Regions from separate parts of the Anser cygnoides genome. Here region 1 is linked to region 2. Evidence: chromatin contacts called from public Hi-C data. All regions are on one chromosome and are shown on one strand. The core of a region is the stretch at or near the end of the contact, and the rest is flanking DNA. Distances in the headings are between cores, read along the strand shown.

Region 1 (3,219 bases), core at 536-3,035, 250 kb before region 2:
TGGGTGCCTGCATCAGGCACCCGCACATCACAGCAGCTGGTTGAGAGCCACGTCTGCTGCCCCAGGGCCTCCGTGGCTCAGCGCTGGATGGAGGCAGAGCAGAACGGATGCCGGCAATGTCAATCAGGCTGTTCAGCGTCCAGTCAACATTTGGATAGCTTCAGGGATGGAGATGTTATCTACAGCATGAAGTAGAGAGCAGCACTAGCTAACGCTCAGCTGAGAAGGGGTTCTTGAGTGGGTGTTTCTCAGCTGGTGGCTGATAAGCAACACAGAGTGAATTAGCATCAGTAGGCAGGAGTGAGCCTGCCTGTGTTGGAGCCACTATTACACAGATTAAGATATGCCCCTGAACAATGGAAAACACAGGTGCCATCCTCTTGGCAGATGTGGGCAATCAAACCACCTCCTGTGCTCTAAGCAGGCCATCAGCAGGTTGTCTGAATGGACACATTGCTGTAGGACATCAGGAATGCTCCCACACTGTGACAGTCGTATCCTGAAGCATCCTGGGTGAAGGAAAAATACATTTGTTCCAAAATACTGTGTTGGTTCAGCCTGACTTTCCTTAGCTCTACGGGCACGTTGGGCAACAAGTCTGTTTGCAAAGCTCCCGTGGTCTATCGGAGGTGAGCAGAGGTCTGCTCAGGATCGGGGCTGCCTGCAGAACCCAGAGCCTGTGTCTGGGCTTGGTGAGCTAGGACAGAAGCGGCCCAGGCACCGGGGTGGCCACAGGTCATGGTGCCCGGGTGTGGGGACTTGCCCATAGGTGTGTGCAGCTCAGCACCTCTAATCCCTTCCTCATGCTCATCGAGTTGTTTGTTGGAAGTGCCCGGGCAAACCTTCCTCTTGTACTTTTGCTTCCTGGTAGACAAATGTGCAATGCCAGGGGTGGCATCTGCAGCGTCCCCTGCACGAGGCCAGCAGCTGGGGAATGACAGGGGGTGAGGAAACCCACAGGGACCTCAGGACTTGGGTGGTGGGGCCTGAACTGGGATGTTTCCAAGGGCTCTTTTACAAGGAGGTATGTCAGAGGTGCTCGCCTGCTCTCTCAGCTGTAAGGAGAAATAGCGGAGAGCAGAGTCAGGCTTCCTGGCAGCTCTGTCCTTGCATGCCATTACAGGGGGGAGGTGGGGGGAGGATAAACATGCCCAGGCTGTCTCCTCAGTTAGAGGTCACAGCCCCAGCAGCGCTGTCCCCTCCTGCATCTCGAGTTACCCTCAGCCCTGCACCCCGAGCTGGGCTCGCTGCCACCTGAACCTCTTGTGACGGCCGGCATCGTCCTCCGCTGGGAGAGACCTGGGCAGCGGGAGGGTCTGCCTGACCCAGAGGGGTTTCTCAAGATAATTCAGCAACTTTTCGGAGGAAAAAGGAGAAGCAGAAGAAAATCCAGGGCATGTCTTCTGCCAAGCTCCCTGCCCTGGTTCCCTTCTGGGGCTGCGAGCTCCTGGGCTGGCAGAGCAGGTGGTTTTTAGTGCTCGTGATTCGGCTTTGTGCTTTCAGGCAGTTGTGAAGTAGAACAGATTGGAAGTTTTCTGCAAATTTCACTCATTTCTGAAGGACTTTGGCCACTGCCAGTGACTGACTCACTGTTTGCCTCGGGACAGACCTTTGCTCAGGACAAGCAAGAGCAAAGGTGGGCAAGCGAAGCGCTGGTGGCTGCAGGAGGCTGTTTATCTCTCCTGGCAATGCCTGCTGCTCCAGTGTCCTTATCTTATTGCGCTAATTAATGATCAATTAAAAGTTAACAAGGCTCCCTGTGCCTGTACGAGGAACAGTTTTCCTGGCAGGGAAAATTTACTCGAGAAGAGTAACAGTGTGCTGCCAATGGAAAGCTGCACAGTGAGCCATACGTTCAGGCGTAGCACAAGTCCTACATGGGCCTATGGGCCTGTACCGGTCAGTGCTGACAGTGTGAGAAATGGGGTGGGCTTTTCTGTGCCAGTCCCACACCCTTCTTCCACCAGTGTTCACCTCTGTGCCCCCGTAGTCCCCTCTCCTCTCTGCAGACACCTCTGCCGCAGCCCTTGCAGAAAGCCCCGTGAAGGCTGAGGGGTTGCAGCCAGAGCAAACACATCTCGACTGAAATCCAAATCAAAACAAGCATGAAGAATATTTTGTGGTGTTTACCCAGCCCTTGGTGAACCCAAGCAGGGTCTGACGGTGTGAAATGTTCTAGGCAGCAATGGGCCAGCGCAATGCAGCGTATTTAGCCGGTGTTCCCACACGTGGAGAGGAGCATGGGCAGGGCCGCTCCGACCCCCTCCATGCTCACCAGGACGGGTCCTGCTTCTGGACGCGTCCCCTCTTCTGCACCAGCGCTCGTGTCTGCTCACCCCATGGCCGAAGGAATTCACTTCTTGCTGAATCAGTCTCCTGCTGGCTTAGGAAGCTGAATGGCTCACGGAAAGGTCCAGACCTGGCGTGGCTGGGGATCGTGCACCCTGGCAGGTTGTACAAACATTGTCATTGCTGCTGAGATGTGAGTTGGCTCAGCGCACCTTGCCCATGCTCTGATGGTTGCAGCGTCTTTCTAGGAGGGATCTGTGGCCTGCAGGCTGAGACATTGCTCCTGTAATCAGAAAACAGTAGATGGACCTGTCAGGAGTCCCAGGGCTCTGGGTCCTCTGCTCTCATGTCTACTGGGAGACCTCTGGTGACCATGGGCTCTGCCCTACCTCCCAGGAGTGGGCCATTGGGCTCTGCTCCTCTGCACCCATGGGTACCGGCCAGTTGCTGACTCATGGGAAAAAACAAGACCCTGAATCACTGGGGCTTTTCCTGTATAATGGCATGTTTTTTCCTGTTGTTGGTTTCTGTGTTGACTTACCATCAACTGTGGGCCAGGTTAAGCCACCTGAGAACAGGACACTTTTATGAGAGGCTCCTAGAAGAAACTGTAAAAATTCAGCCCATCGAGAGTTTTCCTTCCCAGGAACCCATCTGAAATGTCATCCTAAAGGTGTTTACATTTTTGCTGCTCTTTTATGGGTAGTTTTAATGGTGCACTGGGCACTTCCATCAGCAGGAAGCGACGGGGTAGCTCCAGCTTTGCCCAATCTCCAGCAGCCAGTCCACAGGAGATTGGGCAAGGGATAAAGGAAGAGATGTGTCCTGTCTCTGCATGCTACAAGAGCACCATCAGGACCCCTCTCTGCTGCAGCCTGGGTGACCGAGAGGTGTGTGGCTCCTCTGAGATGGGGCATAATGGAAGGGGCA
Region 2 (2,894 bases), core at 349-2,848:
GATCTCCTCAGGCACAAGAAGAAACACTGACAGTCCGATTTCAGCTCACCTGCTGTGACATAAAACAACTATGCAATGGGCACCCCAAGTCTAAGGTTCAGTTCTGAGTCCTGGTCTCATTACAGAGAAAGCTGCGGGACTCATTTGAAATATGCACAAGTGCCCAGTGATGTCTAGCCCCATGTACCAAAAGGCTTGAAGATTGTTTTTACTCCAAGTATGAATTTCATCAACAAAGCTGGCATCAGAACTTCAGCAACCTGCTCTACAAATCAAGATTTAAAAAAAAAATATATTATTACATACTAAACACTAGATGTGGATGATTTGGAAGAGACACATTGGAAACTACGGCATGAACTCAACCTGGGCCACAGCCCTCTATAATTTGCTTACAAGGATGAGAGCTCAGTGACAGCAGCACAGAACTAGAGACACTTCAGGACAGAGCACTCACCCCCACTTTCCGTAAGAGATCTCCCACAATGTTGAGTGCAGATATTCTAGCTGAAGGAGTAAGAGGGCTGGTACCAAATCCGTTTGGAATAGCTGCAAACAAACATTTTATTACGTGAGTTGCTATGTGACTTGCTCCTCCACAGTTCAATTTTTTAAATAACTTCAGTATCAAAGGGTAAATCCAAAATCCTACTGCAGGCTCTTCATACTGTTACTCCACAGTAACACAGGCTGCACAATCACTAGCCACGGAAAGAATAAAAAGCTTAATTCCTGTCCACTGCCTCCTTTTCCATTAGACCTACATGCAGAGTTCATGCACTCCCCATCTGCAAGGCTTCTGCCTGCAATCTATCTAATGCAACCAGAGCTTCCCCTGGAATCTACTCTAATTTAGAAAATAAATGTCTTAATCCTTGTGATTGTCCAGAGCCTTCCAGATGGGAAGAGGACTGGACTAACATCCTGCTGCCTCACAGAGAAAACAGCACCCCTGAAAGCAACTGTGGTAACAAAGGCAGTCTAGACTGTCACAATTACTACCCACCATCTACCCACCACTGCTACCCTGCACTTAAGCTGAAATATCAGTCACTGCACTGCCCTGCAACCCCAAACGTGCTCTACTGCAGCGTACAATCCCCACCACCCCAAAGCAATAGCTCAGCTTCTGAATCTTTCTTTTCCGTAAGATTTGCTCATGATACTCAGTAAGTAGGCCTGATGCTGGCCCACGATTTAAAAATGTAATTTTTAAATTACATTTATGTAATGCCCGTTGGATCCACATGTACCACGTTTACTTAAACATGCGGATCATATACCACATGATCCACATGTTTACTTAAAGTTCACTAACAAGGACCTGGTCTGAAACTATTTTTGACAAGCAGAGCATAATCCCAAACAACTAGGCACAGCTTCTAGGAATTCTACCTTTTGGGGAAGGAAAACTATTTTCTGATCCTTTTCCAACAGGTGTAGCTGGCAAGGAGAGAGACGCCTGGACAGCTGAATCCATCTTTTCACAGTCTAGAGTCGGAGAACTAGGTGCAGACTTTCGGGTGACTTCTTGTTGCCTTTCCCGTACCGCGAGCTCTTGCCGTAAGTCTGAAGTTGGAAGAAGGAAAATACAAAACACACACATTATATTAGCAACAGATTTCTCTAACATGCTAATCGTTTTTTGAGAGGGGAAGGGGGAATACTTTGCAACAACCAAACACTAATTCGCTGTTGCTGGCTTTCTCCAGCAAAGAGCCCCGTCTCAAATCAGACAGCTCGATACCAGCACCTCCCATTACAGCTGGATGTAAAGAGGCAGCAGAGATCCCCCAGCCCAGAGAGCTGCGTGACCCCAGAGGGCACAGCAGGTGACTTGACCTCAGCATTCTTCCCCACTTGTAGGTTGGTTCCATGGAAAGCGTGCTTCGAAATACTTAGCTGGTTACAAATGCCTGCTGAACTGCATTCAGCTCCTGCTCAAATAGAAGCTGGGAAAACAGATTAATGACCTAGTCTTGTGTTTCTAATTCCTCATGTTATTTTTCCAGTTAATAATTCACAGGACTGCACACCAGCCAGAGACAGTCAAAGGGCTGTACCCAGTGTTTCTTGACTCCTCAGCAAATGAAAGAGCAGGCTGAAGAAGCCAGCAGTCCAAACGAAAGAGAATCATAGAATACTCTGAGCTGGAAGTGACCCACACGGATCATCAAGTCTGTTGTACAATATGGCTTTTAAGTTATCCTGAATTTTTAGGAAAGATTTTGAGGGAAACAGCACAACTGAAATGAAATCCGATTTGGATTCCTCGAAGAGTATTTGTGGCTGTTCAATCAGAAATGTTATATCTGATTTTGATACCATATCTGTTCTTTCAGTGGCTAGCATTCCTGCTTGCTTACATGGGAATAACGTGCAACTTTGCTATTCCAACAAACGCTAAAAAATTTCCAAAGAACTCATCCAAGACAGAGGACGTCTCATTTGACGATTCTTCCAATGTTCTAGAAGATAATCCCCTAGGTTTTGCTGTTTTCTCCAGTATTATTGCCCTAACCCTAGACTACAATACATACTTATCTTCAGAAAATTCTTAATCTCCCTTCTCACATTTATTATAAAAAAAAACTGTTTTCAATACTGGCTTTCAATTTGTGGGGCACAAACTTACTTCAAAGAGGCTCACAAAGAACACCAACAAAAAAATCCCAGCCTATTGTCAAGTGTATGGCCTTGCAGTCAGATCGTGGTCTTCATTGAGGAATTGTTTTACAGCGCTTCACTTTGGAATGAACGTTGAAAAACACTGAACTACTGCGATGGCAGGCTTATGAGCAGATTGCCCCATTAGAGAAGTCGTGTTCCCCAACCATTAAAAAAATAGAATACCAATAAAAAAAAGTTTCCCCCATGTCCTCAATGTGAAACAC

Evidence for each region. A called contact is a pair of places that touch in the nucleus more often than the background predicts.
Region 1: a Hi-C map of liver shows a contact between it and region 2, with 2.1 times the contacts expected there. The contact joins two enhancer-like sites. A contact is called at or near these places in 2 of 7 Hi-C or Micro-C datasets (both in liver).

The regions. Positions count from the first base shown.
Region 1 is chr19:2,099,942-2,103,160 of Taihu_goose_T2T_genome, reverse strand. No RefSeq gene overlaps it. Among named protein-coding and RNA genes, the nearest start is that of PIK3R6, 9.0 kb to the right of the region's middle. Within about 2 kb of position 1,785, at least 2 of the 3 cell types and tissues checked have open chromatin away from gene starts, as enhancers often do. A contact at or near this core is called in liver, where this site is marked.
Region 2 is chr19:1,850,230-1,853,123 of Taihu_goose_T2T_genome, reverse strand. It overlaps NDEL1 (nudE neurodevelopment protein 1 like 1), which reads right to left. Exons shown (of 11, transcript XR_010825954.1): 6 at 1,396-1,569; 7 at 458-549. Among named protein-coding and RNA genes, the nearest start is that of NDEL1, 14 kb to the right of the region's middle. Within about 2 kb of position 1,598, at least 1 of the 3 cell types and tissues checked has open chromatin away from gene starts, as enhancers often do. A contact at or near this core is called in liver, where this site is marked.